Linked DNA regions of Mus musculus: regions 2, 3, 4, 5, 6 and 7 are each linked to region 1. A link is a contact called in public HiChIP or PLAC-seq data. All regions are on one chromosome and are shown on one strand. The core of a region is the stretch at or near the end of the contact, and the rest is flanking DNA. Distances in the headings are between cores, read along the strand shown. Region 1 holds the start of Tcf7l2 (transcription factor 7 like 2, T cell specific, HMG box). Region 2 overlaps Vti1a (vesicle transport through interaction with t-SNAREs 1A). Region 3 overlaps Gm52387 (a long non-coding RNA gene). Region 4 has its middle 8.1 kb from the start of Gm4470. Region 5 overlaps Vti1a (vesicle transport through interaction with t-SNAREs 1A). Region 6 overlaps Vti1a (vesicle transport through interaction with t-SNAREs 1A). Region 7 has its middle 49 kb from the start of Gm4470.

The links. HiChIP or PLAC-seq counts read pairs in DNA pulled down with a chosen protein or histone mark.
Region 2: a contact with region 1 is called in an H3K4me3 HiChIP or PLAC-seq map of embryonic forebrain, with 7 times the contacts expected there. The contact joins the enhancer-like site here to the promoter of Tcf7l2 in region 1. A contact is called at or near these places in 11 of 39 promoter capture datasets (the C10 cell line, HPC-7-derived erythroid cells, the SN4741 cell line and 8 more), 19 of 115 datasets of contacts at active chromatin or transcription factors (acute myeloid leukemia, bone marrow-derived macrophages, craniofacial prominence and 12 more) and 1 of 9 other capture datasets (pancreatic islet).
Region 3: a contact with region 1 is called in an H3K4me3 HiChIP or PLAC-seq map of embryonic limb bud, with 7 times the contacts expected there. The contact joins the enhancer-like site here to the promoter of Tcf7l2 in region 1. A contact is called at or near these places in 8 of 39 promoter capture datasets (the 3T3-L1 cell line, cranial neural crest, frontonasal cranial neural crest and 4 more), 1 of 484 Hi-C or Micro-C datasets (embryonic limb bud) and 8 of 115 datasets of contacts at active chromatin or transcription factors (the NIH/3T3 cell line, craniofacial prominence, embryonic forebrain and 5 more).
Region 4: an H3K4me3 HiChIP or PLAC-seq map of neural progenitor cells shows a contact between it and region 1, with 21 read pairs. The contact joins the enhancer-like site here to the promoter of Tcf7l2 in region 1. A contact is called at or near these places in 10 of 39 promoter capture datasets (the 3T3-L1 cell line, 3T3-L1-derived adipocytes, the HPC-7 cell line and 6 more) and 9 of 115 datasets of contacts at active chromatin or transcription factors (the NIH/3T3 cell line, astrocytes, craniofacial prominence and 6 more).
Region 5: an H3K4me3 HiChIP or PLAC-seq map of neural progenitor cells shows a contact between it and region 1, with 20 read pairs. The contact joins the enhancer-like site here to the promoter of Tcf7l2 in region 1. A contact is called at or near these places in 8 of 39 promoter capture datasets (the C10 cell line, cranial neural crest, frontonasal cranial neural crest and 3 more), 1 of 15 datasets of contacts at CTCF or cohesin (the NIH/3T3 cell line), 10 of 484 Hi-C or Micro-C datasets (the HL-1 cell line, adipose-derived mesenchymal stem cells, brown adipocytes and 6 more) and 20 of 115 datasets of contacts at active chromatin or transcription factors (the NIH/3T3 cell line, bone marrow-derived macrophages, craniofacial prominence and 14 more).
Region 6: a contact with region 1 is called in an H3K4me3 HiChIP or PLAC-seq map of bone marrow-derived macrophages, with 5 times the contacts expected there. The contact joins the enhancer-like site here to the promoter of Tcf7l2 in region 1. A contact is called at or near these places in 15 of 39 promoter capture datasets (the 3T3-L1 cell line, 3T3-L1-derived adipocytes, the C10 cell line and 9 more), 1 of 484 Hi-C or Micro-C datasets (ventricular fibroblasts) and 17 of 115 datasets of contacts at active chromatin or transcription factors (the NIH/3T3 cell line, bone marrow-derived macrophages, craniofacial prominence and 12 more).
Region 7: a contact with region 1 is called in an H3K4me3 HiChIP or PLAC-seq map of neural progenitor cells, with 8 times the contacts expected there. The contact joins the enhancer-like site here to the promoter of Tcf7l2 in region 1. A contact is called at or near these places in 3 of 39 promoter capture datasets (the 3T3-L1 cell line and cranial neural crest), 6 of 484 Hi-C or Micro-C datasets (adipose-derived mesenchymal stem cells, embryonic fibroblasts, nephron progenitors and 2 more) and 9 of 115 datasets of contacts at active chromatin or transcription factors (the NIH/3T3 cell line, astrocytes, craniofacial prominence and 6 more).

The regions. Positions count from the first base shown.
Region 1 is chr19:55,739,844-55,744,012 of GRCm38.p6, forward strand. Tcf7l2 (transcription factor 7 like 2, T cell specific, HMG box) reads left to right here and starts at 1,967. Exons shown (of 15, transcript NM_001331146.1): 1 at 1,967-2,687; 2 at 2,933-2,999; 3 at 3,230-3,354. The coding sequence starts at 2,499. It overlaps Gm31734 (predicted gene, 31734), which reads right to left and starts at 3,360. Exons shown (of 3, transcript NR_168128.1): 1 at 3,319-3,360; 2 at 2,366-2,749; 3 at 1-847.
Region 2 is chr19:55,387,510-55,391,678 of GRCm38.p6, forward strand. The region is part of intron 4 of Vti1a (vesicle transport through interaction with t-SNAREs 1A); the gene reads left to right. Among named protein-coding and RNA genes, the nearest start is that of Vti1a, 74 kb to the left of the region's middle. Within about 2 kb of position 1,677, at least 8 of the 459 cell types and tissues checked have an H3K27ac peak or open chromatin away from gene starts, as enhancers often do. A contact at or near this core is called in embryonic forebrain, where this site is marked.
Region 3 is chr19:56,097,366-56,101,534 of GRCm38.p6, forward strand. All of the region lies in intron 2 of Gm52387 (a long non-coding RNA gene), which reads right to left. Among named protein-coding and RNA genes, the nearest start is that of Gm31912, 6.4 kb to the right of the region's middle. Within about 2 kb of position 2,501, at least 2 of the 459 cell types and tissues checked have an H3K27ac peak or open chromatin away from gene starts, as enhancers often do. A contact at or near this core is called in embryonic limb bud, where this site is marked.
Region 4 is chr19:56,067,776-56,071,944 of GRCm38.p6, forward strand. No RefSeq gene overlaps it. Among named protein-coding and RNA genes, the nearest start is that of Gm4470, 8.1 kb to the right of the region's middle. Within about 2 kb of position 1,691, at least 42 of the 459 cell types and tissues checked have an H3K27ac peak or open chromatin away from gene starts, as enhancers often do. A contact at or near this core is called in hematopoietic stem and progenitor cells and neural progenitor cells, where this site is marked.
Region 5 is chr19:55,431,279-55,435,447 of GRCm38.p6, forward strand. The region is part of intron 5 of Vti1a (vesicle transport through interaction with t-SNAREs 1A); the gene reads left to right. Among named protein-coding and RNA genes, the nearest start is that of Vti1a, 120 kb to the left of the region's middle. Within about 2 kb of position 1,718, at least 2 of the 459 cell types and tissues checked have an H3K27ac peak or open chromatin away from gene starts, as enhancers often do. A contact at or near this core is called in neural progenitor cells, where this site is marked.
Region 6 is chr19:55,454,472-55,458,640 of GRCm38.p6, forward strand. The region is part of intron 5 of Vti1a (vesicle transport through interaction with t-SNAREs 1A); the gene reads left to right. Among named protein-coding and RNA genes, the nearest start is that of Vti1a, 140 kb to the left of the region's middle. Within about 2 kb of position 2,065, at least 17 of the 459 cell types and tissues checked have an H3K27ac peak or open chromatin away from gene starts, as enhancers often do.
Region 7 is chr19:56,027,302-56,031,470 of GRCm38.p6, forward strand. No RefSeq gene overlaps it. Among named protein-coding and RNA genes, the nearest start is that of Gm4470, 49 kb to the right of the region's middle. Within about 2 kb of position 2,235, at least 117 of the 459 cell types and tissues checked have an H3K27ac peak or open chromatin away from gene starts, as enhancers often do. A contact at or near this core is called in the NIH/3T3 cell line, astrocytes, embryonic limb bud and 5 more, where this site is marked.

The sequences.
Region 1 (4,169 bases), core at 717-3,216:
GATGTATTCAGGTGGCAATTAGCAAGTGTGTAAAGCTGCCAGCTTGATTACATACCTAGCTAAACAGCTAGATGTCGGGCTAGATGTGTAGTAATCTAAAGGCATCCAGGGGAGGCCCAGGAAGGGGACAGCTCAGTCGTTTGTGCACTGATTCAAGACTGGGCTGCATTTCATGCTTCGTGTTTTTACTTGGTGTCTTGAAATATTCCCCTTTCTGTCTCTGCTCTCCCTCTTAGATACTGCGCTGTCTTATTTATTTATGAAGTCTGAAGGTTAGTCCTACCTGCTGAGACTAATTAGCCCTCTGCTTTGTGTCCCATGCAAGCCGTCCGATGAAATGTACACATTTGTTTTGCTTTTTTTTTTTTTTCCAGGCTCTTTCTCTCTCCCTCCACTTCTGGTTTTCTGATGAATATGAAAGTTGGGAGGTGGGACTGTGATTCTCACCCGCCTCGCCCACCCCATCCTTATTTTGTCTGCATCTTTCCCTTTAGTGTGCAAATGTGCTTGGGATTTTTTTTTTTCCCAGTGCAGGGGAATTCGTTAGCCTTGTGAATCTCAGGATCGTTGTTTTCCGTTGTCTTCTTTCTGAGGCCTTAGCCTGTAGAACAGTTTTGTTGAAACCCCAAATTCTCTAAATATTACACAGTAAATTGGTTACTTTTGGAAATCTACAACAGATGAGCTTATTAAAGGGGAGGGTGGGTTAATTTAATACGTGGTGGACCTCAGGATAACATCACACCTAATGGCAGTTGCCAGTCCCCACTGACTCATTCTTTCTGATTTCTTTTTTCTTTGCTTCCTCTTGCCCGTTGGACGTCCCAGTCCACTTCTCATTGGTTATCTGCAAGGGAAAGGCTCTTCTGAGTCTACCAGACAGAAACACGGTTTGGGGATCCACCTTTCTCCTTTAACATAATTTTCTCCACCACCTCATAGCAAATCGGTTTGCCCTCACTGGAGCCTAATAACCAACAAACACCCATCTCAACTCCCAGGCTGCCCACCTCTTCCCAAGGGCTTCTGGGCCAGCTTTGGTGACTTTCTCCTGTCAGGGCCCTCAGCATCTAGAGCCTTAGGGCATTTCATCTCAGTCCCCTTTGGAGAAAAACTCCAGCTCTACTCATCCCCAGGGCTTGGTGAACTTTCACTTTTATTTTTCCCTGCAGCTGTTAACGCCCAAACATTTCACCTCCAAAGGACTTGGATCCTACATCACTTCCTACTTCCAACGTCAGTTAAAAAAATAAAAAAAAAACCTTTACATTTTCCTTAAGGATATTTTTAATACCCCAGACAATTTGTTTTCTTGGATAAAACGCCTTCTTGGCATATTTAACCTAGTGGGACTTTACATTGAATGACATGATTCACTGTCATTAAACAAGCCAAGGGAGGGGAGCCTTACCCTCCCTGTAGATGGCCCAGCCTCTCTGCTTCCCCTGGTTCTCTCAGAGCAAGAGAGGTAAGCCTTCTTTTGGACCAGTCGTGTCTTTTCCCGCCCCAGTGCGGCCGACTTCATCGGGGACTTAACCACTGAGCACCCCGTCCTTGTGTCCCATAGTCCTCCCCTCCTGGACCCCATCTTCAGGACTTCTTGGCTAACACTTTTTCTGGGCCTCTCCCCATCCCCGCCCCCCAAGTGGGCTTTCCTTCCGCCTTCCCCGGCTCAGATTCCGGACTGGGTTGCCACCCCCTTCCCCTCCTCTCCCGGTCCGCATTGTCTTTCGGAACCCGCCCCCTCCAGGAGCGAGGCCCGCACCGTCCGGGCGCCCGGCTCGCACGCTGAGCACAGGCCGCACCCCGCGCGCCTCCCGCGGCCCCGGCCCGCCCCGCTCCCTCTCCCGGCGCCCAAAGGATCATTGTTGGCCGCCCCCGCCCCGCCCACCCCGGCTGTTTATTTATGCACACGTCACCGGGGAGGCCCCGCCCCCTGGCATCTCATTAAGGCGAGTGTGTTCCTCTCGCCCTGTCAATAATCTCCGCTCCCAGACTACTCCGTTCCTCCGGATTTCGATCCCCCTTTTTCTATCTGTCAATCAGCGCCGCCTTTGAACTGAAAAGCTCAGTCTAACTTCAACTCACTCAAATCCGAGCGGCACGAGATCCTTCGGTGTCTTCGGCTTCCCCCCCCTTTGCTCTTATATCTGACTTCTTCTTGTTGTTGTTGTTGTTTTTTTTACCCCCTTTTTTATTTATTATTATTTTTTTTTTTTGCACATTGATCGGATCCTTGGGAACGAGAGAAAAAAAGAAACCCAAACTCACGCGTGCAGAAGATCTCCCCCCTTCCCCTCCCCTCCTCCCTCTTTTCCCCTCCCCAGGAGAGAAAGACCCCAAAGCAGGAAAAAAAAAAGTTAACCTTGGACTCGTCTTTTTCTTGCAGTATTTTTTTGGGGGGGACTCGCAAAACTTTTTTTTTTTTTTTTTTTTTTTTTTTGCTTTTTTTCCTCCTTCATTTTTCTTCCAAAATTGCTGCTGCTGGTGGGTGAAAAATGCCGCAGCTGAACGGCGGTGGAGGAGATGACCTAGGCGCTAACGACGAGCTGATCTCCTTCAAAGACGAAGGCGAGCAGGAGGAGAAGAACTCGGAAAACTCCTCGGCGGAAAGGGATTTAGCCGATGTCAAGTCCTCGCTGGTCAATGAATCAGAGACGAATCAAAACAGCTCCTCCGATTCCGAGGTAGGAAGAGCCCCTCGGGCTGGCGGGTGGCTCCAGCCGGTTCCAGGGCCGGGAGAGCGGGGCTGGAAGGCGAGCGAGGCGAGGCGGGTCGGGCTTGCGGGCGGCGCGGACGGTGGCCCGGGCTGCTGGCTGCGAAAACTTGTAACCGTGTTTTTCTGCACCCCTTTCTCCGCCGACCCTCCCTTCCCGCACCCCCTCGGCGCGGCTATCGCCCCTCGCCCTCCCCACCTCGCCCCTCCGGGAAGGCGGAAAGACGGCCTCCGCCTCGCTCCGAAAGTTTCCGAGATAAATCCCGGGAAAGTTTGGAAGAAGGTGAGTGCGCCCCGCGCGCCCCCAAAACCGCGCGGTTGCGTTCCCCCTCCCCGGGGTCGGCCTGGCGGGTGCCCTCGCCCCACTCCCCACCCACCCTACCCGAGTTCCCGCGCCGGCCGGGCCCCGGGGACGCGCGCGGGCCCTCGGGGGGACACTTGCTAAAAAGTTTCTCCCGCTCTCTCCCGCGCCGCGCGGCCGCCGCCGTCCCCTCCGCCGCCCCGCCATGTTAGCGGCCAAGAGGCAAGATGGAGGGCTCTTTAAGGGGCCACCGTATCCCGGCTACCCCTTCATCATGATCCCCGACCTGACGAGCCCCTACCTCCCCAACGGATCGCTCTCGCCCACCGCCCGAACCGTAAGTGCCACCGCGCTCCCCGCCCTGCCCGCCTGCCGGCCCCGCATGCCCTGCCCCTCCCCCGCCCCGCCCCTCCCCCCTCCCCTCCCCCCCTCGCGGCCCGAACTCTCCAAACTTTTTCTCTGCCTTTTGTGGACTGGGTTTGTTTGCGCTTCGCCATGTTCTGGCTTTTCTTGTGCTTGCCTCACGATTCGGGGAGCCTTTTTTTTTTTTTCCTCAGGCAGGGCTCTGTTGGGGTGCCAATCTGAACTTTTAATTTTTCTTTCTCTTTTCTTTTTTCATTTTTTTTTTTTTTGAGCTCTGATTTCCCCCTCCCCCCTCTTGCTGGTGGTGTTTGTTTCTTGTCCCTGGGAAGAGGACTGTGTGGCTCTTTCTTCTCCCTCTCTTCCTTCCCTCTTCTGTGCGTCTTGGGCTTTCCCCAGGTTAACCCCTTAGCTGCTGGCTGGGAGGCCCGGCTGGGCCGCGCGGGTTCCCGGTGCCTTTGGCTCCAGGAGCCACCGTGCTGAGCGAGCAGTCTCGGCCCTACGGAAGCGCCCGGCTCTGGCCCCAGCCAGTCATTTTAGCTTTCTAGTGGCGATCGCAGGCTCAAGGGCCTCTTGGCCCCTTCTTCCAAGGGAAGGTCACACTTGCCAGGCTTGGTCCCTTCGCAGGCCCGGGGGCCCTGGGCGTGCTTTTTCTCTGCAGACCCGGCAGGGCTTGGGTGCCCCACGCTGCTAGCTGCGAGCCGTGCGTGGTGGGGAGGCCTGTGTGGCCGGGCTTCTGGATTTGTGTGTAGTCGGGATGGCCTTTTGAGTGGACTTTTGTGTCAAGGGAAA
Region 2 (4,169 bases), core at 427-2,926, 350 kb before region 1:
TCTGTGGTCTTTTAGCTTCACGTTTCTTTTATTTGTGTTGGCTTCTCAGTGAGGTTAGTATGACATCATTTTTTTTTCCTGATCCTGATTTATTTTACTGAAAACTCCCTCCACCTGCTAGATCCCAGGGATCCCTAGAAAAACAGCACAGGGACACACACACACACACACACACACACACACACACACACACACACACACACACTGTAAATGCCCTTGCTCTGGTACAAGAACACCCTAGGACAGCCAAGCTTGCCTCACTGTTAAGCATTTTCCTTTTTGTAGAAAACAGCCCCCAGATGCCCCCAGATGCGTTCTTCTTTCCTGAGTCAGTCAGGTCCACTGCGTTGCTCCAGAGTCTTCTGTGGCCTGATCAGTCCCTGCACAGCGCCATTGACGGGGGCCAGATGACTCTGTTGTTGTTTTCCACAAAGTCCAAACACACCAAAATGCTTTGATTCACCTTTTCAGAGATAATTACATCGTATTCAGTAACATCGAGTTTGGTTTTCTCACAAGGACACCAAGTCTCAGACTATATTGCTGTTAAAACAGTCCTCTTGCTCACAGCAGCCTCAGTCATTTGAATTACTTCTGCAGTGGGTTGAGCCTATTAACTATAGCTTTCCTGGATAGTCTTTATGGCGGACAGCTGTTCTGTTGAGTGTTTGGAGGTGTTGATCCTGAGACTTGTGAACAGGGGTTTGAACAACTGTCATGCTGGAGTGACAATTTAGCTCAGCAAAAGTGATAATGGCACATAAGCTGAGGAAAGAGAGCACGCCAATAGCCTCTGATATTTTTGTTTTTTGTTTTTTTTTTCTTTTCCAAAAGTATATGTATATATGTGTATACTAAATGAGTGTAATTAGTTATAGTATTGATTACTCTCTGAATGAGTGAAGGCATAAACATTACTGTCCCTGGGAGGTCTGTGTGTCTCTTCTGTGTATTTAGAGATCCTCACCCTTTGCTGATGAACTTGAATGTCGAGATGTTGATGAAAGGAACACTAGCGTTGAATGCACTTATGCACACATATGTGCACACACACTCATACACACATACACACTGCATGCAAAGAAGCTCCACAAGGCTCTTGTCCATGAATTGGCAGGGATTTGATGGATAAAATTCCTGTGTGTTATAATAACCATGGTAATTTTTGGTCCAGTTGTTCTGCTGTGATGCAGGATCTGAGGAATTCTTCATACAGAAAGCTAAAAATCATATCTCCCATATCCTGTGTTATATATTATTGCTTGGTTATTTCTCTTATTTTCCTTTGTCAGCAGTTGTACCAATTTCAGTGCCGTAGTTGATGTTTCTGAGGCTGTACTGTGATAGAATTATTGGTGGTAGAATGATAATTTCAGGAATTGTATTGTCCGTGTCTTTGATTTGGGTGTAACACTAATATTTATGGATTTGGTGATGCAACCGAGCTTGCAAGCAGATGGCTCCGAAGGACTCTTCTCCCAGTCAGGGTCTGTTCGTACTCATACGGTGAATGGTACCTCAATTTTTCACTTGCACTTCTTTTAAAAAGACAAGAACCTATCTATTCAAGGACACAGTGTTTGTTGTATTTGGAAATTCACTGTGCCCGTCCTTCCTCGGAATGCTCTCTTCAGGGTATGTTAGAGGCAGGGCTGTAGCGCAGAGGGAGCTGTGCCGAGCTGTTGGAATCCTGCAGCCCGTCTTTCTACTTTGCCCAGCTCCTCACACAAGCTGAGCCCCGTCAGAAGCTCCTGTGCAGCTTCACTCACCTCCTTTGAAGAGGGCCAAGAAGAGGGTGAGAGAAGGAGTTTGGGATGGAGAGTGGGGCAGTCTGAAAGCCTGTGCGCCTCTGTCGTGGATCGCCTTTCATTTAAAGGACAGCACGCACAGCTGAGGGACAATGTAAACAGCGCAGCTGTTCCGAGAACTTGATTTTAGTTTGACTTTAGTGAAGAAGTTTCAAAATGTGAAGGGAAGCCCTGCTGGGAAGCTGCCCCTAAGCTGATCATCCTCTTGGGTGTATATTTCCTCTGAAAAAATGAAGCGGTTGCTTCCACTGCTTAGTGCAGAGTGTGCAGGGTTTCATGCCCATTGTGACATTTTGTTTCCCTGTTTAGCTCTAGAATTCCCCCAAATTGTTTCTTATTTAAATACTTTATTCTTCACATGTGTAGCATGCTTTTATTTTTGCCATCATACTATTAACATAGAGGAAGATCCACATCCAATAAGGTGTGTGATTTTTTTTTTTAAATCTCTATTAAGCTAAATATCTTCTTTGAATTTATGATTTCATACAACGTGAAAACAAGCCCAAAATTGTCTTCGTCTGGATTAAAATGTAGAGTTACCCTTGCCTTCTCAGATCGGGTTGATATGTTTTAGAGAATTACCAGTTTGTCGTCCTTTGTTTAGGTAGAAAACAGTATTCGGAGGAGAGAAAAGCAGTCTTCACTCCCGGAACTTGCATGGAAGGAGAATCAGAATTAAAGGCACAGTTTTTGGGAAGCTGTGGTAGGATTGAGTTTCATTTAGAGGTCGTCACGGCGAGCACAGAGAGAAGCACTGCCCTGCTCCCTCGCTTGCAGCCTCCATAACTGCTTTTCTCGTGACACAAGAAGCTCTCTTTACTTCCTTCCTCCGTTTTATTTATTTCATTTATTTTCCAGAAGGAGGGGCAATATTTCTCTTAATTTCTGCAATGTATATTAGACATCTCTATTAATTATTGTAGGCTGCTCTTGCCGCTTCCTGACCTTCACATCAGGTCCTTTCTCTCTGTTCTAAAAGCATTGTTTTAATGATTCTCCCCCCCCACCCTTCCCCCCCAAAATTTTTCAAGGAAAGCTTTGATGTGGCTTTAGCTGCCTCTAACGTCTGGCCGCATCTCAGATGTGTCACCTATGCCGGGAGGGAATAAGGAAATCACGTTTTGAATGATAATGATAACATCCTAATCACTTCCTTTCTTTGAAGATGGAAGCGAGGTATTCTGCCAGCCTCCCTGGCTGCGGAGCTCGCAGGCACTGGTCTAGGTGTATTAGCTTAAGTGTGCATGTCAATACAGCTTGCATCTCCAAGATCCGTGGGGGCTCATTAGAGCAAGGTAGATCATTTCACTCGGCAGCCACTCAGATAGCGCATGTGGCACCTCCTTTTTTATTATCATCGGAAAGCATTGCTTCAATTTTAAGTGACATCTGTCAACAACACAAAGTTGTAGAGTTGTATTTGCATGCTTCCTTTCTCTTTGACCAACATTGATTTGAGGGCAAAAGATAGTAATTTATACAAATACATAAGCAGCCCCACCTCCACGTGTACAGGCACACATGGTCGTAGATTTTAAAGTATCTCAACATCTGCACGTGTGCCACATGCACATGCCATTCATACATAGACATGGCTCGCCTATGAATATATTTTGGTAACCTGAGTAGATCTATTGTGGGATTAAAAACACTTATAGGGTCTCAGTGTAGAAACGAAAGTTTGGAATATTAGAGGAGTTCTCTGATTTGCCCATTAGATGTAATTAAAAGATCTGTATATAATTTTATTTCTAAGAGTTTATTCTGATTTTAGTTCGTAGTCCAAAACACTGTGTGCTAGTATGTTTGGAGATGAATTGGCAGTTGTGCACCTCCGTGTAAATCCCATGTGTTCCCTGTGCCTTGCTGGTTGTCCTGTGTCGTCTTTGAGCTAACAGTGCTGTTTAATATTCTGTCTCAGTAGCACTGTTGTTCTATGTGTCATTTTGCTACACATCCAAAATAAGAAACATTCTCTTAAATATAAAAAGTTCCTGTTTAGAAATTATGATCTGTAGAAATCAAAGGACCAAGTGAGTGTCGGAAATGACTGCATTTTATAAAACTTAACACAGAGAAGGATCACGGCACTGTGCGTGTGTCTCCTCTGTGTTAAAATAGGAAAGAGCCAGTTGGCTCTGGTCTTCATGCATTTCTCAGTGTTGTGGAGTGAGGTTTGTTGTGTCTACTCACAACATGGGGCCCCTTAAAAAAAAAAAGAATCAACGAAAACCAACCAACCAACCAACAAACAAAAAAACCAAATAAGTGGACGGTCCATCCATGTTTGATTGGAAATCTGTCTATTGTTGTGTTTCCTCTGATGAACTGTCTGCTAAAATTTAACTATAATGGGTT
Region 3 (4,169 bases), core at 1,251-3,750, 360 kb after region 1:
CCTCTTACAAAGAAATAAACCTTGACACAAAGTAGGTTCTCGACTCTCCCCTCCTCCCAAGGTCACAAGAGCACGTGAGCTGGAGCTAGAACTTGATCTGGTCCAGGTGCCAGTATCGTCTTCAGTACAGGGTCAGTACTAGGCATGTTAGACTGTACTTAAGGTCTCAAGTCACAGACACTCAACTCTGTTGTTGAAGAATAAAGCACAGCTATAGCAAAAGCAAACATTATGTAAACAAATGGAGAGGGCTATGTCTCAATAAAACTTTACTAATAGACATTGATATCTGAATTGCATAACCTATCCATGTGTTGTGACATATTTATTATTACTCTCCTTAGTCTTAAGAGCTATTTATGGCTGTGGATTGTAAGTCGGGGACAAAATACCGAATCATTCAGTAGAGCCTGGATTTAATTTCCATCACAATTAAATAAGTATAAGGTAAGGTAGGTAAATAGGTAGGTAAGTAGATGGATGGTGGATGGATGGACAGACAGATGAATGATAGATAGACACTACTTTAAAGGCCACATAAAATCAGCTAGCTGGATCTGTTTTACGGCTACAGTTTGTCGACCCTTAGCCTGGGATTTATTTGTAGCATTTGTTCTTTTGATTGCCGTAGTAAACCGCCTCTCGGAACTATCATACTTAATCTCAATGTACAGACCAGAAAACTGAGGTCACATAAAGCTGATAGAATGAGACAAGCCAAATGCAGGCATCCAAAGCCGAGTACTGAGTTTCCCCTCCATGTCAGGCAGGAGCTGAGGTGGCCCGGAGCTGCTTCCTAACGTGAGCACAGAGATCAAACAGGATCATGCATATGGAGTGCATCAAACATTGATTTCACTGTTGACTTCTAAAGAAATGTGTAAAAGCGCTTATAAACAGTACAATGTAGTGACTGAGATGAATTAGATTCTGAAAAGTTTCCAGTGCAAAGTGTTAAAAGTTTCTTACCTTCTACTTGTATTTATCTAGTTCTAAGTTTCTGCTGATGACCCTGGGCATTGATGGTAAAAGACAGGCGAAGGCAGTTTCTTTTAGGGAGGAGAGAAGCCTGACCTATTTATGTTGCAGAAGGTTAACTGCTACCAGGAGTGGGGTGCACTCAATAGGGCTTAGCTGTATCCGTATCCAGTGGGCACACAGAAAGCTGTGCTACAGAGGTGTGCTGTGTGATAGAAGTTTTCAGGTTGAGATGAAAGAGATCTCCAGGCTGAGGTAAGAACCCTATAAAGACATCGAGGCATGGAAAGTCACTGTGGCATGCATGGTAAAAAAAAAAAAAAATGGTGAAGTGGTGAATCCCGGGGCCCCGGTATCTATGCTGCAATTCTAGATTTGCTCTCTTGAGAGAGAGCTAGGGTGATTCCCAGGAGTTTAAAAATGAAGAGGTGTACTGAGGAGGACACAGAGCCAGAGAGTACTAAAGCGGCAAAGATCCCAGGCAATCGCATTAATTGACAATTTTCAGATGAGAATAATTATTTCCAACTGAAAGGAGAACAAGGAGATATTGCATAAGAAAAATGGCAGGGTCATGTTTTAAGGTAAAGTGTTACATTTCAAGGACATTCAAAGCAGACAGATTTGGGTCCCATTTCCCACTTCTATAACTTTCATTTTGGAAGAATAAGCTGAGAATTTCTGTAGGGCAGTGGCTGGAGGATACTGGAAGTCGCTCAAGGGCAACAACTTAATGGTTTCTTTTTGTAGAACTGCAATGCTTGAGCTGTTGAGGACAAAATAGGAGGAACTTTCAGAGGGCTGGGGACTAGCTAGGAAATGGCTACAGGGACCACGGAAGATAGCAAGAGGAACAAACAGCTCCAAGCAGCTGGAGACAGTGTTTGTCCCTGAGTGTGCATGTGTGTGCTATAGACGGTTGGCTGCAGGAGTGGGATACATCAAGATGAAAGATAACAAAAAGAGGGACACTTGTTTTAGGGTCAAATATCCAGGTTGAAACCCATGATATTGACTAGCGATGTTGGGCCAAGCAGTCAGACTCTCTGAACGCACTTTTCCTTCCCTCCAAATGAGGAAACCTGATCAGTCTTGCCTGTGTTATCTTTTGTGGGACCGCCTGAGGTAGCTCATGCAAGAGCATCATGAAAGACTTGAACCTCACTGGTGGCTTTCCAGAAAGAAAAGGCCAGAGATCTCCTGGCTTGGTGGCCTTCCCCCGGGGACACAGTTGCTGCTGCCCCCCTTTCAGCTGTTGGAGCTGCGGATCAATTGCAACCATGCTAAACAAACAAACAGAAAGGTAGTCATACGTGATCGGCAAAATGGTACAAATGATGTCATCCATCAAGATGGACATCCCAATTTGCCAACTATTTTCTCATAAATCAAACTGCAGTCCCTGAAGGAAGAGGGGTAGGGCTCAGGGAGCCAGCATGGCAGGGCTTATCGGAGGACCAGACGCAGGGAAGCGTTCCCTGAAGGGTTCAGTAATTATTTTCACTCTATGGGAAATAAAGAGGGGGCACGATGGGGGGGAGGCTGGAGAGTGTCCGCCGCACTTCATTACAGTTCCCCAGGCTAGGGACACAACATATGCTTTTCATTGGAAAGCCAATAATTTTGAATCGTGGGACAGGTGAAAACTTAAATGACATTTGCAAACCTTGATTTATTTCTCTGCTTAACTCTGGAACATGCTTGAGACTCAGCCCTGCGAGTTTCCATAGATTAGTGGCCAATGTCAAGTATTTCCAATGACATAGTCAAGCGTTTCCTGTCCCTATCAGTTAATTAAATATTTTCAGTTCTAATATCTTCTTATTGAAATGGCTTCCCTTCTTTTTTTTTTTTTGTTATGGGCTTGGAGAACAACAGTATGAAGTATGAGCTTTATTGAACACAAAATAAAAATACAAAAAAAAATTACCCCTCCCCATCCCTGGACTTGCTATTTTGCTTTGCTGGAAATCTCATTAAAAGTTATTTATGAGCTGTTAGGGATCCCATAAGGATTACACCTAAGTCAGTCTGTAAAGCTTTTGAGTTTCTTTTACATGGAGAACCTCCCTCCCTATTATTCTATCTTGCTTGCACCCAAATAAATACTGGAGATTAACTTCTTGACAAAAGGTGGCTCCTTGCTCTCCAGCCTTAGAGTGCCCAAGTAGTCTCTCTTCCCCTTCTCTTTCTACTGCACCAATGTGAACAGAGCTAGGGAGAGAGGTAAAAACGTGTAGGCATTGATAGATTATTATTATCATTATTTTTGCTTTTTTTTTTTTAAATGATGTGTGTATGTGTCAGGTTATATGCACACATGCGCGATTGCCTATGAAGGCCACAAGAGGGCACCAGATCCCCAGGAGTTGGAACACTCCATCGTGAGACACTTGATCTGGGGCTGAAAACCAAACCTTGTCACAACAGCAAGTGCTCTTAGCTGCTGAGCCATCTTTCCAGTCCCTGAGTTTGTTACCAGGCATGCTATAGCTAAGGTACTGAAGTAAGTCTGCTGTGAGTGTCTCTGAGGCTTGGAGACTTTATCCTTAAATGGGAAGTCCTCGTTGACTGTCTCATCTTCATCTACACTCTCTCCTCCACTTCTCTCTGAAATAAGATGGTGGAACTTTACCAGGATGAGTGAGTACGTAGTTCCTTTCTTTGCCATCTCTCAGAGCTTATTCTCAGGAGGGTAGATCAAACTGCCAAGTTAGGTGTCCTTTGTCCTTCTAAGGATTTAAACTAAATGCACCTTATTTCCAAACAATCTATTTTATATGCATATTCCCAGGGCACAGAAGAGAATGTGGTCATTTAATTGCTTCACAACTCAAAACTTCATTGTGGCAAAAAAAAAAAAAAATGTATGAGAAATGATGACACTGCTACCATGCAGATGCACACAAGGTTCTGGGAGGTTGGCCACTGTTATTATTACAGTGCTCCTGCGGTCTTTTCTCCCCGAAAACCTGGGCTCGTGAGTTAGTCCTTCATGCACCAGTCCCTTTTAGAAACACAGAATCCTAACCACACTGCAAACCATACACGGAGTCTGTCTGAGTTGTCAGTTTGGCCGTCACAGGAATGACATCTTTCTGGCATGTCAAGTCTTTTCCCCCTTTCATCTTAGTGAATTCACAACAACTCAAGATGGGCACTTCAGTGTCTACCACTCCATTTAGGAAAGA
Region 4 (4,169 bases), core at 441-2,940, 330 kb after region 1:
TTGCCCACAAGCAGAGTTAACTTGACATGTGTTTCCTTGAATGAAGACTCAATCCTGATACCAACATCTATCTTACATGATCTCTTTGGGGGCTGGACATGTATGGCCCCCACAGATCCTTGTTGCCAACATAGTTTGACACAGATGGCCACACGGATCCGGGAGTCAGGTAGAGGGGAAAATATCATCTTTTTCATGCTCTGGGGTGGAGGATATAGCTTGCGTTCGTGGCCAATCAGCAACTGCAACCTGCAAATGTAGCCAATCAGCAACTGCAACCTGCAAATGTGAAACCTGGAAGGAGAAGGATCTATGCTCTAAGACCCAGGTGAGCCAGAGACCCAGGGAGAGCAGAGCCAACCAAACAACCAGAAAGTGGGTTCAGGGGGCTCACTCCCCCCCTCCCCCAGTAGGTACCAAAGGGAGGCAAGAGAAAATGATAGAGTCAGACGAACGTAGAAATAAGCCCAGATCAATGCAGGCATTCTTCTATATTATAGGATACAGGGAGGGAAGGGAAACTGGCTTGATATCGGATAGCTACGGATTTCCCCCAAAACACAGGAAATGCACATTCCCCAACAGACCGCAGCCAGCGAGTGCAGCACTACCCACAAGGGCTTCACAAGGTACACAGGCAGACTCACTGGAAGTCCTAGCCCCATCAGGACAGTAGAACTTTAGAATATTTTGTTCTTATTTATACATACGTGTTTATGTCCATGTGAATGTGAAACACATGTGTGCACGTGCCTGAAAAAAAAGGCAAAGGAAGCCATCAGATGCCCCGGAGCTGGACTGAGCTGCAGGCAGACGTGAGCTGTCCTAAGTTGCAGGTTCTGGGAACCAAACTCTGGAAGCGCAGGAAGTGCTCTCATCCTGTGAGCCATCTCTGCAGCCCCAGTGCTCCAGAACTCTTATGAAAAGATCCAAAGTGCTACTACTTGAAAATAAGTGAAGAGCTTCGAATACTGCTGGGTATCTCCGCATCTTGTCTCCCCTCACCCCACCCCCCATCTTATTTTATCAACTACAAGTAAAAAACACACACACACTTTTTTTTTTTTGAGTTGGACTCCCGGCGTGCTCGAGGACACTTCGCAGCATGTCAAGCAGATATTGACTTCTGAGCCCATACTAGCACGGCTCGATCGATGTAACACCGCTTCTGGCCCCTGGCTCTTCCCTCGTAGAGCTGGCTCTTAGCCACGGGGCTGCAGAGGGCATCTAGACAGATCGTTCCTCCACTACACAACAATGTCAGTGGCATCATGTATGGGGGAAAGCTGTGCTGAGGAGTAGGAAGCAGCCCTGTGAGGGTTGGGGGGTGGGGTGGCAGGGGCACAGCACATCCTTCCGCATTTGCAAACAGCTCTCTCTTCCTCCTCTGGACTACTATTTTTTTTTTTTGCCCCAGATGTACTTTGGATGGCATGCCCATGCTGTCTCTGCTGAATTTCAAGTCAAAAGAAACAGCAGGGAGCAAGAGCCCCAATAATTTGCCTCTGTAGAGTTGATGGTGTGTAGGTGGACACGTGTAAGGTGTGTGTGTGTGTGTGTGTGTGTGTGTGTGTGTGTGTGTGCTCGCGTGCATTTATACATTCGTCTGCTGCTGGCTTATTCTAACCTAGCAAGGCCAACAGCACAGTAAGGCAGAACAAAGGCTCCGAGCCAGGCTGTCAACGGCAAGCTTGACCTCTTATTCCTCTGATGATTCTGGACAAGTGGCTTCTTATGCCTGACTTCCTCTTCTAAGAGACAGGAATTCCTATTGTCCGGGAAACGCTGTCCCTTCAGAATGAATGTGAGTGAGTTCCAGCTGAAAGTACCCATGACATGTATTTGAACTAAAGTCACCAGTGAAATTGGGCCGGGTGGTGGTGGCGCATGCCTTTAATCCCAGCACTTGGGAGGCAGAGACAGGTGGATTTCTGAGTTCGAGGCCAGCCTGGTCTACAAAGTGAGTTCCAGGACAGCCAAGACTATACAGAGAAACCCTGTCTCGAAAAACCAAAAAAAAAAAAAAAAAAAAAAAAAAGAAATTGGGGGGGGGGGGACACACAGGGCTAGTGAGATGGCTCAGCAGGTAAAAGCACTCCCTGCCACGTTCAAGCTGAGCTGACCTGAGTTCAATCCTTGGGACCTGCATGATAGAAGGAGAGGACCAACTTTAACTCCTGTGCACTGCTCTCTGACCCACACATAGACGCATGCTGTGGCATAGGATGGGCCCCAAATTGTGTGTTTGTGTGTGTGTGTGTGTGTGTGTGTGTGTGTGTGTGTGTGTGTGTGTGAGAGAGAGAGAGAGAGAGAGAGAGAGAGAGAGAGAGAGAGAGACAGACTAGGGCAAACATTAATTAGTGTTATCAAGTGTGAACTATGGTGAGAATAAGTAGAAGGGAGAATAATGGAATTTTAAAAATCAGAATATAAATGCAATGGTATTTGTGATTTAAAAAGCTGCAAACTTGGTTCTGCACTCCCGGAAGTCAAATCAAAACGAGAAACTCTCAGGTCACGTGTGGTGTGCGTGTTACTGTTACGGCATAGGTGATCCAGCTAACTTCATTTCCTGAAGAGTCAGTATGGAGGGATTTATCAATCCCTCCTCCTATAGCCACGGGTATACAGGCAGCACAGAGCAGACTCGAGAGGTTTTTGAAAAGGAGGAGAGGGAGAGGAGGGTGGGTTTGATCTCTAGCTGTAACATCTTTTTGAAATTTTGAAATACGAAAGCTCCCTTTTGTCATTCATGAGTGTGGGGCGAGTGTGAGCAGACCATGATGAGCTAATCACGCATTTGCCTTCTGATTATAGACGCGATGGGATGCACACTCTCGCCTTCCTCCTGCGGTGCCTCCCTGCCACGGTGGGTTGTACCTGCAAGCCGTGATCCAAACTAAATCCTTCCTTCCTTGGGTTGTATCATCAAGTAGTTTACCACAGCTCTGAGAAAAAGAAACAGCTGACACAATGAAACTAACACAATGAGCTGCTCTGCTTCTCTTCGTCCTCCCAGCCTTGGGTTTGCTTTCCGTAGGCGACTGTAGGTCCCCTCAAGTCAGTCCTGCGTTTGGTCTTCCTGTTCCCACTCAGCCCCCTTCCTTCTGGGCTCGGCTTAGAGTAATCTCATGCTCCTGTGGTCCCTCTCAGGATGGCACGTCTGTTAAAGAGTCACAACGACCCCACCTTGTGCCAGGTGCCACCCTCTGAATCACCAAGGGACTCAGAGGAAGAAGATGTCAGAAATCCAGAGATCCTGGGGTTTCCTCCAAGAGGAGTGGTATAGTAGGTGCCTCCCTCTACTGATACATACTTTCTGTGTGCACGCCAAGGCCAGCATGCTCCCAGGGCATTTGGGACACTGTGACGGGTGACAGCAGCAGAAGCCCTGGCCAACTTTCCTTAGGCTGTGCAGCAATAAAGACTGTTGCCACTCCCACTGCCTCCACTTGCTCCTGTTTCCTCCCACCACCATAGCAGACTAGCTCCAAAGCAGATTGTTAAGTAGGGGGAGGGAGGGCAAGGGGGAAGCTCCCCCCATTATGATCCAGTCTTGGAGACCACACAGCATCACTTCAATGTCTGATTCACGGGAAGCAACCACCTTGGAGAGGGAGAATTGGGCTTTCTCTCTTTGTGGGAACCCTGTTGAAGAATGTGTGAGCATGTTTCAAATACTGCAGGAGTGCAGTGTCTGCCCTTTGTTTGCAGGGAAGTCTTGTGGAGGGGATGGGCTTCCTAAGGTTCTACATTCATAGGCTGACATAATTTCATAAGAGGGGTGGAGATGCAATTAACTCTGAGTAGCTTCATGATAATCACAGGCTATCTTGTTACCTCCCTGCTTGTCTCCTGTGTGCTCGGTAATGGGTCTGTTTCCTGGCACTCAGGACGACAACAGGCATGCAATTGTGAGCAGAGGAGGTGGCGTCTTCATTGATGTCCTCCTTCTCCTCCAGGGTCTTTTCTGTAGTGTGGCTGTGAAGCCCATCCTTCTAACTCTGCCTCTTGAGTAGGTTCACTTCCAAGAAAACCTGGCTGACCAGTAAGAGTGCGGATCCCTACCTGCTCTCAGCCAGGTCTCCCAAGCATCAGGAGCCTCCTCCCCAGTGTTCAGGCTGAGGTTGGTTACCACCAGCCACAAATACATTTAAATCTCCAGCTGC
Region 5 (4,169 bases), core at 468-2,967, 310 kb before region 1:
ATTGCCAGAATTACTGGTATGTACCACCTTGTCTAGCTATATGATTTTATTTGTAAAGGGAAAAATTCATTCTACTCTGCGTGTGTACCTCTGATCCCAGAAGCAAGTGGCAATGAGAGCTGCTCTACTCCTTCCCTTGCTCAGCCCCACTCACCCCTGCAGGAAAGACCAGGTACTCTTTGACTGTGTTTTAGGGGTCTACAGACTCCTCTGACAACCAAAGGTGAGAAAGGTAAGAGGCCAGGGCAACTGTGGAAAGCCAAATTTTTGGTTGGCAGAAAAGGCATGAAGTGGCAAACAGTTGAAGGGATAGGATTCAGAGATCTAGTCAGCTGGAATGCTGTAGGAAAACAGGCCCCAAGGAGGAGCTTGAGCTAAGAGGATGCCTGGACAGGGGAAGCTGTCAGCTGTTGTGCCTTGTGTGTGCTGAAAGGAGCAGGGTGCAGGAGGCCCAGACTAGCCTGTTTTCCCTCATTTTTATCAGAGCTTAGAGAAGATTGTCCCTTAAGGACCTTATAGGGCAGCGTACTTAGGGCCTCTAAGTGAGCTGTTTGGGATTGAGACAAAGCATGTTGGGATGAATACCAAGTGCGTGAATAGCCAGGCCTGCACAAGGCACTGGAGGAAGCCCTTCACTGCTGGAGTTCCCAGTAAGCTTGGTGTGGTGCAGCACTGGAGTTCCAGCATCTAAGTCAGGGAGATTGCAAGTTTGAGGCCAGCCAGTGCTACATAGCCAGATCCTGCCTCACAAAAGGAAAATGCTAATAGTAATCACTACCACCACCACCACCACCACCACCATCACATGGAAGGCTGGCAAATAGATGGCAACCCTATAAATATTCCTAAGTAAATTATACTGCATGCTTCTTGTTCAGTGTCTGTGGGTTAGATGCTACCACTACTCTTATTTTGTGGAATTCTCAACTAACATTTAGAGAGACTTTAAAACTGTGTCTAAGGGCACAGAGTCTGTGGGTAACGGAGCAGGCTTTCCCTCCTGAGCTGGCCATCCCCAGAACTCTCTGGTCATCAACTGCAGTGTTGCAAACATTTCTGAGGGTGAAGTCTCTGAAAATGGTGTGTGACCCATAGACAGTATGCCTCTCCCTCAGAGATGATCACATCTTAAACTCTATAAACTCCATTCTGGGAAAAAAAAATGATTTTATAAAAGTTGATGAGCTTGAGGTGGGAGTTTATTCTGCAGCATCTCATTTATCTGCAGCGCCCAGGGTGATCACAAGGGTCCTTATAAAAGAAAGGATTCAGTGTCAGTAGGAGGTGATAGACAACAATGAAAGGGTGTGCAGGCAGAGAGACTTGAAGGTGCTGTGTCATTCTTTACTGCATAAAGGAAAGGGCCCTGAGAGCCAGAAAAGGGAAGAAAACAAACTATGCTAGTTAATTTTAACTTCACAAAATCCAGAACATGTATGTATATAAGTAAATTGCAGTGATAAATCTCAAGTTTGTATTTCCCTCAATATTAGCTACTTTCTCTCTTATAATCTAACACGATGACCAAGGCAGCGGATACAAGAGTTCCAGAGGATGGGGGGGGTCCTTAATGGCAGTGGGAGGCAGGCATGGATGATAAGAGCTCACATTCCTTACTGAAAGCACAAAGCAGAGGGAGCCACTAGAGAGCCAGAGGTGGCGAAACCTTTACCAACTTTTTTGCCATCTGGTCTCTTATTATTCTAGTCATGACTTGTGACACTTCCTTTGCCTGTTCCTTGAAAATGCCCAGGAGGACTTTGTCCCAGGATACTGTTGCTATGTGGAAAGGTCTGTTCCTAGGTCCAAACATGGCTTCCTCCCATTGTGCAGCAAGTTCTTTCCTGACCACCGTGCTAAAGCAGCATCTTTTCCAACCTCTCTTGACTCCACACTTGTCTCTCATTCTCTGACCCTATGCTCATTCATTCATTATCTTCTCCACCAGAAAATAATGTCAGATCCTCTGCCACAGGGCCCCATACACAAATAGTGCCAGGAGGGAGTGAGCCTCCCAGGAGTGCGAACAGGCCTGTGAGTGCAGGTAGGACCAACCACTGCTGTTCAGAGGAACACACCCAGAACCCTCAGGACACAAGAACCAAGGGGCTGCCTGGGTCAGGAGTCTCCCGGTCTCCGTCTGCACCCAGAACTGATCCTGTGCCACAGAGCTACGTACACAAATACCACCAGGAGGGAGCTGGTCTCCCAGGAGTGCCTACATACCTACAAGCACAGGTAAGACCACCACTTCTCTTTAAACTCCTGGCCCAAGAGGGACCCTCACAGAGCCATCAGGGCATAGGAACCAAGGATCATTTAGGAACAGAATCCTTCTGGTCTCTGTCTGCAGCCCAGAGCTGACCCTGTACCACAGCTCACAATACACAAATTCCTCCCAGAGAGAACTGGTCTCCCAGGAATACTGACACACAGGCTTGCAAGAGGGACAAGCCAAAGTCAGAGGCAGCAAGACCAGTTAACATCAGAGATAACCAGCTGGCAAAAGGCAAGCACAAGAACATAAGCAACAGAAACCAAGACTACTTGTCATCATCAGAACCCAGTTCTACCACCACAGTGAACCCTGGTTACCCTAAGACACAAGAAAAGCAAGACTCTGGATTTAAAATCACGTCTCATGATGATGATAGAGGAATTTAAGAAGGACATAAATAACTCCCTTAAAGAAATACAAGAGAATACAGGTAAACAGGTAGAAGACCTTAGAGAGGAAACAAAAAAATTCCTTAAAGAATTACAGGAAAACACAAGTAAACAGGTGAAGGAACTGAACAAAACTATCCAGCATCTAAAAATGGAAATAGAAACAATAAAAAAAAAATCTCAAAGGGAGAAAACACTGGAGATAGAAAACCTAGGAAAGAGACCAGGAATCATACAATCAAGCATCACCAACAGAATACAAGAGATAGAAGAGATAATCTCAGTGGCAGAAGATCCCATAGAAAACATTAACACAACAGTCGAAGAAAATACAAAATGCAAAAATCTCCTAACCCAAAACATCTAGGAGATCCAAGACACAATGAGAAGACCAAACCTAAGGATAATAGGTATAGAAGAGAGTGAAGATTACCAACTTAAAGGGCCAGTAAATAAATATCTTCAAAAAAATTATAGAAGAAAACTTCCCTAATCTAAAGAAAGAGATGCTCATGAACATACAAGAAGCCTACAGAACTCCAAATAGATTGGACCAGAAAAGAAATTCCTCCCCTCACATAATAATCAAAATACCAAATGCATAAAACAAAGAAAGAATATTAAAAGCAGTAAGGGAAAAAGTTCAAGTAACATATAAAGGCAGGCCTATCAGAATTACACCAGACTTCTCATCAGTGACTATGAAAGCCAGAAGATCCTGGGCAAATGTCATACAGACCCTAAGAGAACACAAATGCCAACCCAGACTACTATACCCAGCAAAACTCTTAATTACCATAGATGGAGAAACCAAGATATTCCATGACAAAATCAAATTTACATAATATCTTTCCACAAATCCAGCCCTACAAAGAATAATAAATGGAAAACGCCAATACAAGGAAGGGAACTACACCCTAGAATAAAACAAGAAAGTAATCTTTCAATAAACCCAAAAGAAGATAACCATACAAACATAAAAATAACATCAATAATAACAGGGAGCAACAATCACTATTCCTTAATATCTCTTAATATCAATGGACTTAATTCCCCAATAAAAAAAAATATAGACTAACAGACTGGATACTTAAACAGGACCCAGCATTTTGCTCCATACAGGAAACACACCTCAGTGTCAAAGACAAACACTACCTCAGAATAAAGGGCTGCAAAACAATTGTCCAAGCAAATGGTCCCAAGAAAAAAGAAGGAGTAGCCATTCTAATGTCAGATAAAATTGACTTTCAACCAAAAGTCATCAGAAAAGATAAGGAAGAATAATTCATACTCATCAAAGGAAAAATCTACCAAGAAGAAGTCTCAATTCTGAACATCTATGCTCCAAATGCAAGGGCACCACATTCATGAAAGTAACTTTGCTAAAGCTAAAAGCACACATTACACCTCACACAATAATAGTAGGGGACTTTAATACCACACTCTCATTAATGGACAGTTCAGGGAAACAAAATAAACAGGGACACAGTGAAACTAACAGA
Region 6 (4,169 bases), core at 815-3,314, 290 kb before region 1:
TGTGCTGGCTGTTGGCAGAATGAATGCATAAATGAGCAGTCCTTAACACCAGGAACTTAACACCAGTAACCATGCCGCTGGGTCACCTTGGAAGGATACTCAAGTCATGTATTCTAGCTGAAGCTGATACTGTAAGTAGACAGCCCCCAAAGGGAAAAATGGCACCCAAATGTAAGCTGGGAAACGTCCCCACAAGAACCAGGAAGCCAGTCAAAATATTCAAAGCCTAACCTGGCCCCCCAGGCCTGCTACTGAACAGACCTCAGTCAGCTGTAGCTGTTCTCAGGGGAATGCGTTCTTGGGGCTGGCTTCCTCTGCCTTTCTTCGCGTTTCCTCTGGCTTTCCTCAGTCTTTTTTTTTTTTTGTATTTTTTTTCCATTTTTTATTAGGTATTTAGCTCATTTACATTTCCAATGCTATACCAAAAGTCCCCCATAGCCACCCACCCCCACTCCCCTACCCACCCACTCCCCTTTTTTGGCCCTGGCGTTCCCCTGTACTGGGGCATATAAAGTTTGCAAGTCCAATGGGCCTCTCTTTCCAGTGATGGCCGCCTAGGCCATCTTTTGATACATATGCAGCTAGAGTCTTAAAGCAAACCAAGAACTCTGTTTTTGCGTATGAACTCCCATATTTATAAGAACAAAGAGTCCCTAGGAATAAATAAGTGTAGTGAAGTCAGGTAGAGGAGTCCAGACTTGTAACAGCCACGTAACTCTGTCTTTACAGTAGACTAAGGAAAAATCAGACCGTGCAGACCGTTCATGTTTTGGGAGAAAAAAAAATCAGACTTGAATGAAAAAAAATAAAAGACTTAAAATTAGATTTTTACCCAAAGTCAGTTTGTTCTTATAATTTACTTTGTTCATTTTAGGTGTTAGGCATAGCAAGCCTGTCTCAAATACCTCAGAACTTTTTGTAAAAAGACCGACCAGGAGCTTCCCATGCTGGCTTAAAAATGTGAATTTCAAACCACCTAAGTGAAAACGAGAAGGTAGATTAGGAGGGAGTTTAAGCTGTGTAAATAAGGATAGATTCTAACTTGGGTTTTCCAAATTCCAATTATGGGTGTTCAAGTACATTTAGACAAGCTGGGTTTGTTATTTCTGGAGTTAATAAGCGATTTCACAATGTACTATACATCACTTTTAAAGACATGATAAATTGTCCCTAATGGTATTGTGTGTATAGCCGGAGCTCTTTTGGCATGTGTGTAATTCTCAGGGTTGGGTGGTACACCTGAAAAGGCTCGGATTTTAATGGGGCCTTTTTAGCACTTTTACACCTCCCTATGTTCGGGATTATACATGATTGATGACTTTAAATGTGCTGGCATGAGAGATATGCAGATGGTAATGCCCTTAAACCATTTGTTTTCCAGTCTTGGTAAAAGGCTCCTCTGTTTGGGGTAACACTTTATCCTTCTTAAGTAAACAGAAATACGTTTCTGGGATTTTGCCTTTTAGCATTGTAAATCCAGCAGGAAAGAGACAAGCTAGAGGCTTTTAAGAGAAATCTAAAAACACCATGTTCCCATTTTATTAGAGCAGCCCAGAGAAGTCTCTCTCTCTCTCTCTCTCTCTCTCTCTCTCACACACACACACACACACACACACACACACACACACACACACGGGGGTGGGGGAGCTCTTATTCTAAACAGCATTAAAACAACTTTGTTTCCCCCAAGAACACTCCGAATCCTGTTTCCCCTGGGTGTCTTATACCTCACTGTTACCCACACCCTAGGCTAAGAACTCTTTTGGGGGCCCCTCTTGGTCTTAAGCAGATGCAGGGCTGGCTCCCAGGTGGTCAGGGGCTGCTCTCCCCAGCTGTCTTAGAACAAGAGATTGGGGCTATAAATTGAATTTACGCTTCAAGCCTGGAGGTGTTTTATAATCCATTCCTATAGGACTCTTCTGCCTCAGACAAAATCTTCAGTCCTTGCCCGGGTTGGGGATGTGCTGGAAACACCACCGGAGAGAGCATGGTGGCTAGGGTGTTGTCTCTGGGAGTACTGCTGGAGAGAGTGGGGGGCAGGGGGCCGGAAACACCTCCAGAGAACGCAGAGCTGCTGGAAACACTGCTGGAGAGAGCTCCCGGCTTGTAACTTACGGACTGTGCACTATACTGGGCCAAGTGAGGGTGAGGGGAACGGCTTCTGCTGAAAGAACAGATCTATCGTTTTAAGATTTTTGAGATCTAATGACAATGAGTTACCGTGTTACACGGGGAGGAGAGAGTTGCAGTGTCCGAGGTATTCTTTGTTGCGAAGCTGCGAAGCCCATCCAGCCATAGATAACATCAGCACAGACCTTCAGCCTCAGCTCAGTGTCCATCATCGTTCTGGAAGGGACAGCAGCATGATTCCGATGAACGTATTTTCACTTCGGTCTGGAATCTAAACTTGAGGGTCTCAAGAGTTGAAGGACGAGTGCCATTACCCATACTTATTAGTTACTGCTAATTAGCAATAGCCCTCCTTAGGCACCCATTCATCTCCTCCCTCGGCCACACTAAATGGAATAGGGGCTATTCTGGCAGCAGGGCGGTTGGAGCCCCTGATCAATCTAGACTGAAACAAGAAGGGGGAAATGTTTGAGACAAGCCCCTCTGTGTCTCCTGACAGCGTTGTGAAATCCCAGGCTGATAATATGCATCGGTTATTTGTTTGACTAGAGACTTGTAGGATTTCTGAAAAGCCTTTCATTTTATTAATACCCTCCCTTTTTTTTTTAATCCTTTAAAAATTTGTTTTTGTAAGAGGGAAAAAAATACAAATTAAATACTAGTCCATTAGCAAAACATCCTCACCACAAGGGCAGGGTCGCTGGAGTAGCTCTAGCTGAGCATTTTACCACTCGCGACTGTTGCCTAACCCTGAACCGGCAGTTTCCCATATTTTTCTACAGAATAATTCCCAGTCATTTTTCATTTAAACTCTGGTACGATTTATCACAATGACTATTTTATAACAGAAGCTCAATGTGTTTGACTTGGAAGTGAATAATGTCAGTGTGTGTGCGTGCCTGCGTGAATGCGTGTTCAAGACTGAAAGCACATGGGCCACCATCACATGTGGGCACAGCATTTCCCAGGTATCATGGGCAACGCAAAGAAAACATTTACACAAGTAGTGCACAGCATCAAGGAAGCCTAAAATCAGCCCTCACTGCTTACAAAGGACAAATCTCGGGGCTAGCCAACAGATAGACAGATAATGGCCACGTGAAACTGGACCCAAGTCTCCAGCAGATCCTAACTTTAGCACATGGAGAATCTGTTTGCTGGTAGTCCACCTTTCCCAGTACTCACTGAGACTGTGTTCTGACCTTGTTTTCACAGGCCCCGGCCATCTCCACATAAGTGGGTGGAGGTGTGACATAAGAGCTGTATTAAATATGACTGTTTAAAAAGTCACACAAATGGGGCAACTGAAACCTTTTTCATGTAATTTCACTTCAAGGTGTTTTGTCCAGATCGTTATGGTATGTTACCGCTTACAACTAACTGAAATACTCATTTGCTAATAGCTAATTAATTAAGCTTATCTAATGTTTATTACCCAAAGTTGCCTCCCAGACAATTGGTCCTCATTAAATACCAGTTGATACAATCTTCTGTCTTGAACAAGGTTTTGAAGTGGTGGGCTTTGAATCCCCTGGGGTGATTTCTATTTTTAAAGTGCAAATTCCTGTTCTCCAATTCTAGTCAGAGCCTCCGGGCCAGACCTTGGAATTTCATTCTTTATTTACAAACTGGGCAGGTGTTTTATTTAAATTATTACACAAATTAATAGACTTGAAATAATTGATTATTAATAAACGTCTTTAGTGGATCAGTCCAGTTAAGAAACCGGAGATGCCATGTGGGTGTGCTAACCTACACCTGCAGCCCCAGACTGTGGAAGGTGAGACGGAAGGAGCATGAGTTCAAGGACAGTTGAGGTGAGCAGTGAGACCCTGGAAAGGGAGGAAGGAGGGAGGGAAGAAAGGAAGGAAGGGAAGAAGCAAGCAACCTCTATAGAGGTGATCTCCAAATATTTTTGCAATTCCTATCTAAATTCAGCAAACCTTGTACCTTATATAACAAATGATTTTGTTTTAGTAATTTTTAATTCTTCATAAATTATTTGGGGCTAGAAAAATGGCTCAGCAGTTAAGAGCTCT
Region 7 (4,169 bases), core at 985-3,484, 290 kb after region 1:
GAGAAACCCTGGCTCGAAAAACAAAACAAAACAAAACAACCAAACCAAACCAAAACCAAAACCAAAACCAAAACAAAACAAAAGCCCCAAAGAGACTTTATTCTTTGGTTAATTCTCATGAAGAGTGTTTTGAACAAGTGTAGCAAGCATAGAAAAGAAAAATATAAAATGTATGATTCAAGACATAATAAAGGGGCACCAGGAGAAGAAATGCAGCTGAATCCTATGTTCAAGGAGATAAAGAGATTAAAGAAGTAATAATCTCAGGGCAAGATCCCACCCAGCTAAGCTTATTGTTTGTGTCTGCAGTTGAACAAGGAATAGTTTAGTTTAGACTTTTAATCTGCTATGAACTACAATCCAGAAATAGAAGGCACACTTGTGATCCAGATCTTGAGGTTGAAGACACAGGGTTTTGATCTGGATCTTGAGGAACAGTGGCCATGAAAAGCTTAGGCCCAGGCAAGGTAGTACACACCTTTAATCCCAGGAGACAGAGGCAAGTAAATCTCAGAGTTCAAGGCCAGAGCACATACCCCCATAAGACCAATACATGAGGCCAAAACAACATTATTCACAAGAACCAAAAGGAAGAAGAGACCAAGTGTACATCAACTGGCAAATAGATAAATAATGTGGTATGTCCACACAATGAAACAGTATTCCCAATTAAAAAACGAACTCCTGACTCATAGGCAAAACTTGAAAATCGTTATGCAAAGGGTCAGAGGGTAGAGAATAAAGGGTCACATGGTAATATTTTATGTGAAATACCAGGCTAGCACATTTCTAGACTCAGCACATTAGTGGTGGCCAGTTCAATATGCTATGGAGAACTGGTCATGACAGCTATGGAGTTAGAGATTTCTACTGTAATAATTAAGACATTCTAAATCAACTGTGGTGGTGGTGTGTATAACAATGGATACACTGAAAGTCTTTGGATTGTGTACTTTGACATACTGAAACACACAAAGACAAGCAAAACATCAAAGGCATGTTTCTTCTGAGCTTGAGAGGTCAATGCTAAGTGAAACCATTATCCTGAGAAGCCTTAAAAAACCATAGAGGGAGGAAAAAATAGGTTATACTAAAGTTTTGGCCCCAGTCAGTAACTTTTAAAATAGTCTCCCCGAGTAAAAGCATTCTAGAAAAGTCAGGGCCAGGATGGGGTGAGAGGTGTTCCCCACTGGAGGAGTTACCCAAGAACTGTACTTACACATAACAGGACACCCTTCAGCAATGAAGAGCCAATACCCAACAACTCAGATGGGCCAACACCAGCAACCCAGACAAATGTCGGATACATTGTGCTGAGTGAAGGGAACCAGACGGTACAAACACCTGATTCCTTGGGTAGGAAGACCCAGGAAAGGCAGCTGGAAGGGAAGGTCACCAGCTTAGAAGGGCGCGGGGAGTCTGGGGTGGGGGGAGGGGCTGATTATAGAGAAGGGATAGAACTTTTTGAATCGATGGGAATTTTATGCCTAGATTTTTGTGGCTTTTGAAAACTAAATAATAAAAATAGTGAACTGATCTGTTTGCCAATGGAAAACTAAAACATCCGGGGAAAGGACACGAAGAGCATACGTAGATGTTCCCGTGGAAGATGTCTGCTCAAGGAATGGGGCTGTGGCATCAACACTCTGACCCTCAGGTGACTCACGGGCCACAGGGACTTCCCCAATGCTTAAGCGATCTAAGCTTGTCAACCTCCAAAGCCAAGACTGGGCATGGGTCTTACAGCTGCTATCTTTACCTTCCTCTCTCTTTCTTCCCCGACCCCCTCATCCTTGTGTGCTCCGGCACCTCCCTACTTGTTAAGGGCTCTGGGCTCTCCCTGTGCTAGATCGAGTCTTGAGCAGAGCGGGACCTTCTTTACCTTAGCCGGCTCCTTGGTATGCTTACTTTCCCACTGTTAAGCCTGATGTGAGCTAGGCCCCGCAATCCCACATTTCTGATTCATAACCTTCCCAAAGAGACTCAGCCCAGAGCAGGCATGTTCTGTGGCTGTCAAAATTGCCATTTGTCCATTTAGAGTGGAAAGGTAGATTTCCTACACGGCTCTGGGACAATCGCAGGTTCCCCTCCTTCATGGGCCAGCCTTTGGAAATCACACCAGCTCTCTGGCCCGGCGGTCTTCTGGTCCTCGGCTTCTTTGCTGCTCTCCTCCTCTCCTCTGTGGCCCTCATTTGTCATCTCCCTTAGCACACAGGCCTTATTGTCTGTGCTCCATGGTGACTCAGGGCTAGCGTCTGTTACTGGGCTAATTAATGGCCTGGCCACGTGCACGGAAGGTTTTTCCAGGGAGGGACATGCCAGCTCTTTCTGGTGCTCTGGGCTCCAGGCTGCAGCACCCCAGCCCTGGCTGCACGTGGGAAGTCGGCCTGGGCCTTCTTCCTGCTTCAGCTCTTTCTCCTTGCTTCTCCGGGAGCAGGGAAACAATTTCCTCTTTTCATAGCAACTCAGTGGCAGGCAGATTAATGAACCTGAGCCCAGCACCGAGGCCCCAGCGTGCCAAGAATGTCTGCGGTGCATTCAGGGGTCCCAGTGGCAGGCTGCAGGAGGGACAATCGGTGACAACAAAAGACACAGGGCTGCGCAGTCAAGTTCCCAGCAGCGGCTGCTGCTGCTCCTTCCGACCCCAAGTTCCACTGCGGAAATGATCCTTCACCTCCCGCTCCTCCGGAGCCCAGTATATGGCACTCCACACTCAGAGAGCCTCAGCTTCCCAGGCGCTAGCTCTCAGGCTTCACTTCACTGTTGGGAGCAGAAAGCCAGTCCAGCCATATCCATTGGCCATGCTGTAAACACCCTGCCTATGGTGTGCCCCAGTAAGGTCTTGGGTGGAGCTGTGATGGATGGAAGGACAGCTGCTGAGGCCCACTTGTAACAGGCATGCTGCTGGTGAGCAGCTGCCATATGCTCTGTTGTAAGACTGTGAGGCCCAGACGTGAGCCAGTTGGGTGGTTTTAGGTGTGTCCCTGTCCAGGTCCTGGTCCCGGTCCCGTCCCCCGTCCCCCTCCCCTGCCCCGTCCCCCATCTCCCTCCCCTCCCCCTCCCCTGCCTCTCCCTCTCTGTCCCTCTCTCCCTCTCTGTCCCACTCTCCCTCTCCATCCCCTTCTCCCTCTCCTTCCACCTCTTCCTTCCCCCTCTCTCTCCCTTCCCCCTCCCCCTTTCTCTTCCCCTCCAACCCCCCCCCCACCTCTCTCTCCTTCCTTTCCATGGTAGTTCTTTACAAACTGCAATACAGTACTTACTTCACTAAATGAGAAACAGACAGTCCTGTGTGGGCCTAGGAGAACTTTGCTTTGGAAACACAAAGCAAAAAATGAGCCCCCAGAAAAGGAGGTTTGCAAGCAGCCTCAAAACGAGGACAATGAAGTAGTCAATAACCACATTGGGCACCAGATGCTGCCTGTGCCCTGGACCACCCGATGCCCAACCCTACTTGCACTTGGGAGTTGGAAGTAAGGTGGCTCAGAATCAACAGACTTCAGGAACAGATGAGAAATGCCACAGCAAGCTCATCTGAACGCTTTTATAAGCTCCTTTAATACCCTCTACCCGTGCCCACATATATACACACATAGACAAATACACACAAAGACATACCACACCACATACATACATAAACACATTCACACACACACACACACACACACACACACACGCGCGCGCACACACACACACACACACACACACAGAGTTGTGCCTTACAGATGTTCTCTTGTTATCTTTGTTACACTGTTGCTCCTTTGATAATGATTTGAAATTTTAGTACAGTGATTATTTAAATTATGAACACAGCCAGGCTCCCAATCAGATTGTCTTATGTGATGTTTTTCTTTTCTTTTCTTTTCTTTCCTTTTCTTTTCTTTTCTTTTCTTTTCTTTTCTTTTCTTTTCTTCTCTTCTCTTTTCTTTTTTCTCTTCTTTTCTTTTCCTTCCCTTTCCTTTCTTCTCTTTTCTCATCTTTCCTTTCCTTTCTTTTCTTTTCCTTCCCTTTTCTTCCCTTTCTTCTCTTCTCTTCCCTTTCTTTTCTTCTCTTCTTTTTCTTCTCTTTTCTTTCTTTTATTTTCTCTTTTCCTTCCCTTCCCTTTCCTTTCCTTTTCCTTTCTTTTCTTTTCTTTTCGTTTCATTTCTCTTCTTTTCTTTTCCTTCCCTTCC